Regions from separate parts of the Mus musculus genome. Here all the other regions are linked to region 3. A link is a contact called in public ChIA-PET and HiChIP or PLAC-seq data. All regions are on one chromosome and are shown on one strand. Each heading gives the region's core, a stretch centred on a gene start, on an enhancer-like site or on the middle of the called end of the contact. The rest is flanking DNA. Distances are from core to core; before and after follow the strand shown. Region 1 overlaps Gsap (gamma-secretase activating protein). Region 2 overlaps Ccdc146 (coiled-coil domain containing 146). Region 3 holds the start of Rsbn1l (round spermatid basic protein 1-like).

Region 1 (3,101 bases), core at 305-2,804, 280 kb before region 3:
GTATCTATAAATGTTTAAATAAAGCTTGTGAAATACTGAACAGTTTAAGACTGCCATTATGCATTCCTTTCTTCTGGCGTTTGATGTCCAATGTTTTGTCTTATTGTTGTTTTTTTTTAATGCTGTAGCTTTTGATACACATTAAGTACTCTAAAGTCTTGCCTTTTGTGTAAAGAGGAAAACAGAAAAAAAAAAATAAAGCAAGGACCTGGGCTGAGTTATAAGTGGGTTGACCTGTGACCTCTTGTTGGCAATAAAGAAGCATTTTGATGTTTGAGCTAAATGCATTCACACTGGCTCATAAACCCTCTCTGTTTAATCACAAGGAGTCAAGCAACTTCCACACATCAAAATAAATGCAGGTGCCCTGCAGAAAAACATGGCTAAGAAAATTAACACAGGTGACTTTATGCATTTAATCCTGTATCCGTGCTTATGAAATCAGTTTATAGACTGTAACGAACGGGAGTATTAAGGATAGGTCCATGAGGGGCCAGGCAGGGCTCATCAGTTAAGAGCACCAGGGCTCTTCTGGAGGGCCCAGGCTTGAGAATCAGAACACACACAATAGCTCACAGCAGCCTGTACTCCAGTTCCAGGGGATCTGACACCCTCTTCTGGTCTCTGCAAACACTTTACACATGTGGTACAGACATATATGCAGGCTAAACATCCACACACATAAAATAAAAATAATAAATCTTAAAGTGGATGCACAGAATATCAGATTGTCTGAGTGTTTACCTACCACAATTAGGAAACGCTGTCATCATTTTGCTACCTATAAATGTCTATGAAATTTAACATTCTGGGATGACTTACTTAAATCTCAAGCCAGTTAACGTTATGTCCAAGGGCATTTCAAACTGTTAAAAAAAAATGTGGATGATATAAGCATTAAAATTGCATCTTCACAGACATTACAGAACGTCCTCCAGAAAATAGCACATGGCTGGGTTGTTTAGTGACAAATGCTCATCCCTGAAAACATGCAAATAAGTAACATACAGACCCAATATACATATACATGCATGTACATATTCATATACACATACAATAATACAGACCCAATATACATATACATGCATGTACATATCCATATACACATACAATAAAAGTGAATGCAAGAAGAGGCCATGAATTTAGAGAAGACTGAGGAAGTAAGGGGGGATTTTAACTGTATTATAATCTCAAAAAGATTAAGTTTTTTAAAAAAAAAGGCATTACATGATGATGGCTGTGAATGCAAAGCAAACTGCCAGTGCTAGGCTGGCCTGGTGGTAGAGTCCATTTAACCATCACCTCCAGAGGCTAGACCCACACCCCACAGTGCAGGAAGTGCACTGGGAGCATCCTGGTGTTTACAGACACGGTCAGTGTATGCTTCCCTGCAAGGCTAACACAGCCTCTAACATGAATATCACTAACAGAGTGTATACTGTAGTAGGATGGTTGACAACTGCAACCTTTCACAAGCCACAGACAGTCATGGAAGGAAGGGAGCCTGGGTGGTCTTTCAGAGTGGTTGAGCTAAAAATGGGGCAGGAAATGGTAAGAAAGTCTTGTAATAGTGTGAAACCAATATGTGCTTGATACCAATATTGGTCCTAAGAGAGGAAGGAAATACTGCCCCTCCCAGATAAAGACATAAGAGGCGCCTTCCCATAGACAGACTAAGCCCAACAGCTTTTCCAAGGTGATGCTGGGTACTTACTCAACTATATACACTCTGACTTTCTTCCTCAAACCCATTCTGTCCATGACTGCTTTTGAGTCAAATGACTTGCAACCACTTAGAGTGATCGACTCTGGATCCCACCTATTGCCTTCCTCTACGTCCCTGTTAGGTGGTTCCTTTAAAAACACACTCTCCTGTGCATGGTATCCTCATCACCTGTATCAGCTCTGCATTTGTTAGAGAGCTGAGGCCTTGTGACAGCACAAGCCACGTTATTTGATCATGCAAGTAACTGGTACAATAGCAAAACGCCCAAATTTTTGCTAATGATATCAACTCTAGCAAAACCTCCTAGGACCAATCATTCTATGTACTCACCATTAAGTTAAAACTTTCATCTGCCCTAAACTGGATGCATTTCAAGATACTCCTTGACTCCTAGAAAAGAGATGCATATTATCCCCAAAATAAAAAGGCCGAAGAGAAAATGTAGTCAAGAAACAATAATGAAAACCTGTTCATTATCTGTAATAGACCCTCACTGACTGCCCCATTAAAGACACTGTGGTTACTAAAAAGTCCCAGCAGGGGCTAGCCAGATGCCTCAGTGGGAAGGAGCACTGGCTGATCTTCCTGAGATCCTGTGCTAGATTCCTGGCACACACATGGTGGCGCCTAACCATCTGTAACTCTAGTTCCCAGGGATCTAACCCCCTCTTCTCCCCTCCACAGGGCATGGCGCACAGATATATATCCAAGGGAAACATCATATGCAAAAAATAAAATAAATAAATATTGACACAGCAATGATGTCAACATTATATTCTTTCCATAGTAATAGGTACCCATGGGCTAGTTTTTACCTTTAGTTCAATGTAGTATAGTCTCTGCTCTGACAGATCCCACTGAGCCCAAACAAAGTCTTCAGCTAGTCTGTCTCTTGGGAGATGGCTAGAATTTCTAATCACCTAGGGACAAAATGATTTAATAAGTATTTTTAAAATGACATCTTAAATTATTTTTATATGCCCTATCCCTATGACTCATGTAAATACCACTAATTTTTTATTAGCACCTCCCCATATCCAAAATATACACAGTTTTCCATAAAATTTTTCAGGCATCATTGCCTCTATCCTAATGGCCTGTACTCTATTCTTCCTCTTAGCTCAACAGGCAAGTCAGCAGAGACCATACCTTCCACAAAAACATCTGTATTAACAGAACCTGTGTAAGTTCCTATAGTAATCGTACCCTTAGGCCAGGTCTTTACAGACAAAAGCCTTCACCTCCGAAGACAGAGGCTGGTGAGGAAGCGCTCGGGCCTGACTTGGAGAGCTCTGCAACGCCCCCCTGAGCCATACACCAGCTTTGGTCTTGGTGTCACAAGAGGGATGGATGGCACTGCACATCCATCAGCAAT
Region 2 (2,724 bases), core at 108-2,607, 440 kb before region 3:
TTCGGTAGACCATACTTTGTCACCCTAGCAAGTATCCTAACCTTCTGAACCTTCCTGAACCCTCACTTCTTCAGGACACTGCCTGAGCACTTAGCTTGTGGGAATGTCTCTAGATTGCCAACTCTGTAGCATTAATAGGTGGACATTACCTGGTTCTTAGTCAATAACCAATATTTACTAAATATCTTCTCATAAGGCACTGCACAGAAAACTTAAAAGTTCCTCTCTGATATTATGACTACATAATAAGATCATCGAGGCAGGAACTACCCTGCTAAGCAGGATCAGTGTTCAAAATGACATTTGGGAGTTGAGCCATTTGGGTCCATCAGTGGCCTGTGAGCTAAGGTGGACAGATAGCTGTCTATCCACTAATCCACTGATATATAAGCATGAGGTCTGGTGCTCTACAAACTTTTCTGTCCCATTGGAAAGTTGTCTGCTTTATATATGTTTATGTATAGCATATATAAAGTATAACTCATAAGTATCAGTATGCTGCTCCTTGAATCTTAAGATGCTATACAGCCAGCACACATGGATCAGAATTTGTTAAGGCTCCAAATTTTGCTTCCCTTCTGAGTTCTCAGTGTCAGTTTGAGAGTTAACTGTGCACTTTAAATGGCCCTGAATTTATCTTTTTTCCACCATCATGTTCTTGACCAGATCAAAGTATATTTCTAGCAACCTAGAAGCTTCTCTGGGACCCTTCTCAGGTGTCACTCCCACCAAAGGCAGCCCATGTTCAGAGTTGCCACTCACTCTGTTGGTTAGCGTCTTCCTAAACACTGTGCACATAGAATCATATGCCATGTTTTTGACCAGGCATCCTGTTTGTCATTGAATGTGTGAGATTCATTAATAACACTTTGTGTAAAAACAGAACGACCCTTTGTTTATACTCCTGCATGGTAACTGTCTTTTTTTCCTCAGGAATTGGTGTGTGCCTAAACGTGAGGCTGCTATGTCATAGAGGAAGTTTATAAGCAGCCCACCGGAGTTTTTCCTGGGGTGGGCTCAACCTTAGATGTTGCAATGCATGCGTGGTTAAACCTGTTTCTGTCTGTGTGCACTGACCCTGACTATGAGTGTCATGGTGTCGGGTGTTTCACTCTGGCAAAATCTAGAAGCTATAAAACACTTCATCTCAATTCCACAAGCACAAAATTCATTTTGAGTATTATTTTATTTTGCCTGCCTCCCTGATTATTCTCTTATCAGACACCAGTCAGCTCCTTCTTCCTCCTTTCTTTGCAAATAATCCTTATGCCAACAGTTAAGCTTTTGACACAGCAGAGCCAAGTGCTAGAGAACAGGAAGCACTACCCTGATTAGGAGGCCCAAGGGAGAATACACAGACTGCAATCAAGTACTACCGATGGAGTGTGTCAGGATAGCAGACAGAGCCCTGTTAGCTGGGGAGTGCGGGTGAGTGGCATTCTGTGGGTGAGTGAGTTAATAGGCTTCCCTTTGTTGGTAAAATGACCCTCCCTAGAGCTTGTTTTGTATTAAGCTATCCATTGCTTTACTTCCTACAAAATGTATAATGAATAAAGTGTTTATAGCAAGGTTTTGTAAATATCTTTTAAAATTCTTTATTTATCACAGTAGGAAATGGTTTCCACAGTTGTCTTCAGGACCAACACTTCCCAACAAGAAACTCGCTGCCACGGTCTTGTTACTGGCTCTTTTCCCAGCTGCATTGAAAAGTTTCTTCACTTTGCCTTTCACCTTTTAACAAACTAAAATATAATATAAAACAAAATTCAACATATCAAAGTTGGACTAGCCAAGGCAACCGAAAAATATAAGAGCCCCACAAGAAGGCCCAGGAACCAGCCACCCACTTGTTTACAGGTTCCAGGGTCCCATAAAGGCACTATATGGAAAGCTATAGTATATATGCAGAGGACCTGGTGCACACGTGTGCAGGCCCTGTGGCCTGCTTGAGTCTTTATAAGTTCATATGAGCTTTGCTCAGTTGATTTAGAAGGCCTTGTTTCCTAGGATCTTCCTTCCCCTCTGCCTCCCCAACTCCTTCTGCCTCCTCTTCCCTGGGGTTCCCTGAGCTCTGAGAGGGGGAGTTTTAATGGAGACATCTCATTTGGAGCTGTGTGTTCCAAGGTCCTCTCTGTACTATAGAGCCATGGGCCTCTCTCTCTCTCTCTCTCTCTCTCTCTCTCTCTCTCTCTCATCTGCTCCCGTCTGCTGCAGGAGGAAGCCTCTGTGATGCTGAGAGCAAGGCACTGATCTACGAGTCCAGCAGAATGTCATTTTATTAATACTTTATTTTTTTTTTAGACCAGTACTATATGGTGTTGCCCTAGGTTTCTGGGATATTTAGACTCTAGCTCCTCATCATCCAAGCAGTACCAAGTATGGGTTCTATTTCATGGAGTGGGCCTTGAGTCAAATTGTTACTCCCACAAGCTTTGTGCTACCGCTGCCCTAGCATACTTTGCAAGCAGGACAGATTGTGGAACAAAGGTTTGGTGGTTGGGTTGGTGCATTTTACGCTTCTCCTTTGGGAGCTCGCAGAGTACCTTTCCATGTCAGAAATGATAGAATACAGGGTAAAGGTTCTGCATCGACAATCCTTAACCTCCCCATGGTCTGTGAGCTGTGTGAGTGTTCCCTTCAGCAAAGAGGCTTGCTGTCAGTTTGTGGAGAGCAACCTATTGTCTTGGCAACAGTCTGAGTTGTTTGGGGCTTTCCATGGGACCC
Region 3 (2,999 bases), core at 392-2,891:
AGCCTGGTCTAGAGTGAGTTCCAGGACAGCCAGGGCTATACAGAGAAACCCTGTCTCAAAAACCGAAAAAATTAAAAAAAAATCATTAGACTAACTGACACTGTTATGAATGTCCCAATTAGATAATCTAGAGAGGAAACCCCTTTTCCTTTTGTTTTCTTACTTAGCGTTCAGTTTCATTCCAACACTTTCCATGTTGTACCCTTATTTGCTCAGTCACACCACCACTCCCTCATCCCCTGCCCTGGATGTAGACATACTCATTCCCAGGTGAGGGAGATGAAGTGACTTTCTTTCTTATGCTCATCACCTTTCTTTTTCCCATTTCCCTTCTATTTTTATGTTGTGTGTGTGTTTTTAAAACTAGATTACACACATTAGAGAAAATATGCAAAATTTGTCTCTCTGGGTCTAGCTTCAGGGAATACTCTATATATTAACAATTTACTTCTAAAAACTAAAAACAATGAGGACAGATGCAGTGGTACACACCTTTCTTTAATTCCAGCACTGGGGGAAAGGGAGTTGGGCAAATGCAGGAAGATTTGAGTTCGAGGCCAGGCTGGTTTACAGGACAGCCAGGACAATATTGGAAGACTATGACTCAAAAAACAAACGAACCAACCAACCAACCAAAAAAAGAAAAATGTATTTACAAACAGCGTTAGATTTTGATGTGTTCCCCTCACCGAGTCCTAAAGAAGTGGGTTTGGAGTAAAAGAGGAGTAACAACAGACCATTGCAGTTTCCTGAAAGGCAACTGTTAGCTGCGGAAAGTAACTGCTAATGTCCCTCTTAGGGGATCAGAAAACTCCTTTTTCTTGCTGAGCTAATATGATCATGTGTTATCTTTACATTCTAATCTCACAAAAGATCTAAGACTTTAAGGCATGCTCTTGTCTAAAGCTTGAACTGTGTTGTAACCCATTCCCCCAAATTCCTTATCTTTTGAGATAAAAATCAAGGTACATGCTTGGCGAAGTTTCATAGCGCTGACTCTGAAATACAGAACTCTAACTGCATTTTCAAACATTTACAAACACCGCTAGTGGCTTTTTCCTGGTGTCGTTTAAAGAATAATTAAAGTGAAAACCTTTAGCACTCAAGCTCAATTTAAAGCCTCCAAACGGTGGGTGATTTTTATCTTCACGATCGGAAGTGATCCAAGTTCCAGCTCTGCAGAAAACTCTCTTTTAAAGTACGAACTTTTACGACCTTAGTTAAAATAAGGCAACTTTTCACCATTTCTGCCTTTGCTGATCGGACTCTCGACAAATTTTCTCCGAGACGAGCAACCCAGAACTCGTTTTTCAGAACCTGCAGAAGGGACCCAAGCCACCTCAAGGTAAAAAGAGAGAGCGGTACAAACAAGGCAAAGTCTTTGAGCGAACGGCAGCGCTACCTCGGTCCGGGCAGATTCGGGGCTCCCGAGCGACGGTCGGGAGATCCTCCCTTCTCAGCGAGCTCTCCATCAGCCGCGCCGAAAAGACCTCTGACCTCCAAATGAAGGTCCGCTCGGTGACCCCACCCCGACGGCTTCTGTCCGCGTCTTTGATTGGTTTGTTCCGGGATCTCTCAGTTTAGCGCGCCCAATGGGAGCTCGGCCTGGACCTAGGCACCCCGCCCCGCGCCCCCGCTCCGGGGAGCGGCGGAGAGTAAATACAACAGGAGCGCAAAATGGCGGAACCGCCGAACCCAGCTCGCGGCGCCGTGGCTCTCCTCTCTGAGAAGGAAGCATCTGGCAAAGTACAGCCTTCCTCGCGGGAGCCGCCGGGCTCTATGTCTGCCAAGAAGGTTCGCACCGAGGAGAAGAAGGCGCCGCGGAGAGTGAACGGGGAGGGGGGCAGCGGCGGGAACGGCGGGCAGCTGCAGCCCCAGAGCTTCGGCAGCCCGGCGGCGTGGAGCTTCGCGGCTCGGCCCGCCGCCTCCTCCTCGTCCACCTCTCGGAGCTGTTACTCTTTCTCCGCCAGCCCGAGCGTCTCCTCAGCCTCCGCTTCCTCGTCTCAGCCGCTGCCGCGCAAACTGCTGGTCACTCCCTCGCTGCTGCACGCTCAGCCTCACCGCGTCCTGCTCCCGCCCGTCGCTCCGCCGGCCGCCGCCAAGCCGCGCAGACCCAAGGAGAAGCGCGAGAAGGAGAAGCGGAGGCAGCACGGCCTCGGCGCCGCCGCCCGGGATGAGAACGGCGAGGCGAAGCCGCTGCCGCGAGGTGGGTGCCGCGCGGGGGAGGGGAGCGCCGGCGGCCGGCGGGGCTGCAGCCTTCCGCGGGGCCAGAAGTAAATGGAGCCTGGAGTTTCGGTCGCCGACCGGGGGGATGGCTGAAACTCCTGGTTTTCGGTGTCGGTTTCGCCTTCCAGTTAACGCGCAGCAGGACGCGCGTGAAGGAGTGGGTCTAGAGGACCCCGCTCCCCGGTGTGTTTTTGGCTGGGGAGGCAGAAGAGAACAGGTCTTTTAAAGATTACGAAAGGGATCGGACTGGATCGCAGGAAATTCATGTTTGCGACGCAGCTTCCAACGCCAGAATATCCTGTCCAAAAAAAAAAAAAAAAAAAAGTGGGTGGTCGGGTGTATTGGCGGAAGCTGGAAGCTCCCAGGGACCACGGGGACCAGGATGTTTCATCCCTACTAGGGAGATGAGGTCGTGCGCAGGGCACCAAGTGTGCGGTTTCTGAGGTGCCCACATTCCATATTGTTAAAGTGTTTTGCGTGGTCCTGTTTTAAATACTACCCTTCAGAAGCTTTCAGCCATATTCTTTTTTTTTTTTTTTCTTCTTTCTTTCTCGTTCAGCAAATGATAAAATCGGATGTTTTGACGTCTTTTGGCCAGATCAAGTGGCTTCAGAGTGTTTCTGCCGGGGGTGGGGTGGGGTGGGGGGGGGGAATTCCCAACTGTTTTTCAGTTTTCTTTTGTAATGTAAGCTAGCAGAGTTTTCCGTATTTTCTTTAAAATGAGGGGTCATTCTAGTCATCTGTGGATATGTAGAGATCTGACTAATACAAAG

The links. ChIA-PET counts read pairs in DNA pulled down with a chosen protein or histone mark. HiChIP or PLAC-seq counts read pairs in DNA pulled down with a chosen protein or histone mark.
Region 1: a contact with region 3 is called in an RNA polymerase II ChIA-PET map of effector CD8 T cells, with 17 read pairs. The contact joins the enhancer-like site here to the promoter of Rsbn1l in region 3. A contact is called at or near these places in 6 of 39 promoter capture datasets (the 3T3-L1 cell line, 3T3-L1-derived adipocytes, the HPC-7 cell line and 1 more), 2 of 15 datasets of contacts at CTCF or cohesin (CD8 T cells and the NIH/3T3 cell line), 1 of 484 Hi-C or Micro-C datasets (muscle stem cells), 7 of 115 datasets of contacts at active chromatin or transcription factors (bone marrow-derived dendritic cells, bone marrow-derived macrophages, effector CD8 T cells and 4 more) and 3 of 9 other capture datasets (adipose tissue, liver and pancreatic islet).
Region 2: a contact with region 3 is called in an H3K4me3 HiChIP or PLAC-seq map of bone marrow-derived macrophages, with 5 times the contacts expected there. The contact joins the enhancer-like site here to the promoter of Rsbn1l in region 3. A contact is called at or near these places in 4 of 39 promoter capture datasets (the C10 cell line and the HPC-7 cell line), 2 of 115 datasets of contacts at active chromatin or transcription factors (bone marrow-derived macrophages and embryonic limb bud) and 1 of 9 other capture datasets (adipose tissue).

The regions. Positions count from the first base shown.
Region 1 is chr5:21,225,789-21,228,889 of GRCm38.p6, reverse strand. It overlaps Gsap (gamma-secretase activating protein), which reads right to left. Exons shown (of 31, transcript NM_175437.3): 9 at 2,542-2,646; 10 at 2,057-2,116; 11 at 823-866. Among named protein-coding and RNA genes, the nearest start is that of Gsap, 41 kb to the right of the region's middle. Within about 2 kb of position 1,554, at least 8 of the 459 cell types and tissues checked have an H3K27ac peak or open chromatin away from gene starts, as enhancers often do. A contact at or near this core is called in CD8 T cells, effector CD8 T cells and memory CD8 T cells, where this site is marked.
Region 2 is chr5:21,393,989-21,396,712 of GRCm38.p6, reverse strand. All of the region lies in intron 2 of Ccdc146 (coiled-coil domain containing 146), which reads left to right. Among named protein-coding and RNA genes, the nearest start is that of Fgl2, 23 kb to the right of the region's middle. Within about 2 kb of position 1,357, at least 41 of the 459 cell types and tissues checked have an H3K27ac peak or open chromatin away from gene starts, as enhancers often do. A contact at or near this core is called in the HPC-7 cell line, adipose tissue and bone marrow-derived macrophages, where this site is marked.
Region 3 is chr5:20,950,464-20,953,462 of GRCm38.p6, reverse strand. It overlaps Rsbn1l (round spermatid basic protein 1-like), which reads left to right and starts at 1,641. Exons shown (of 8, transcript NM_001080977.1): 1 at 1,641-2,206. The coding sequence starts at 1,678. A630072M18Rik (RIKEN cDNA A630072M18 gene) reads right to left here and starts at 2,474. Exons shown (of 1, transcript NR_030699.1): 1 at 1-2,474.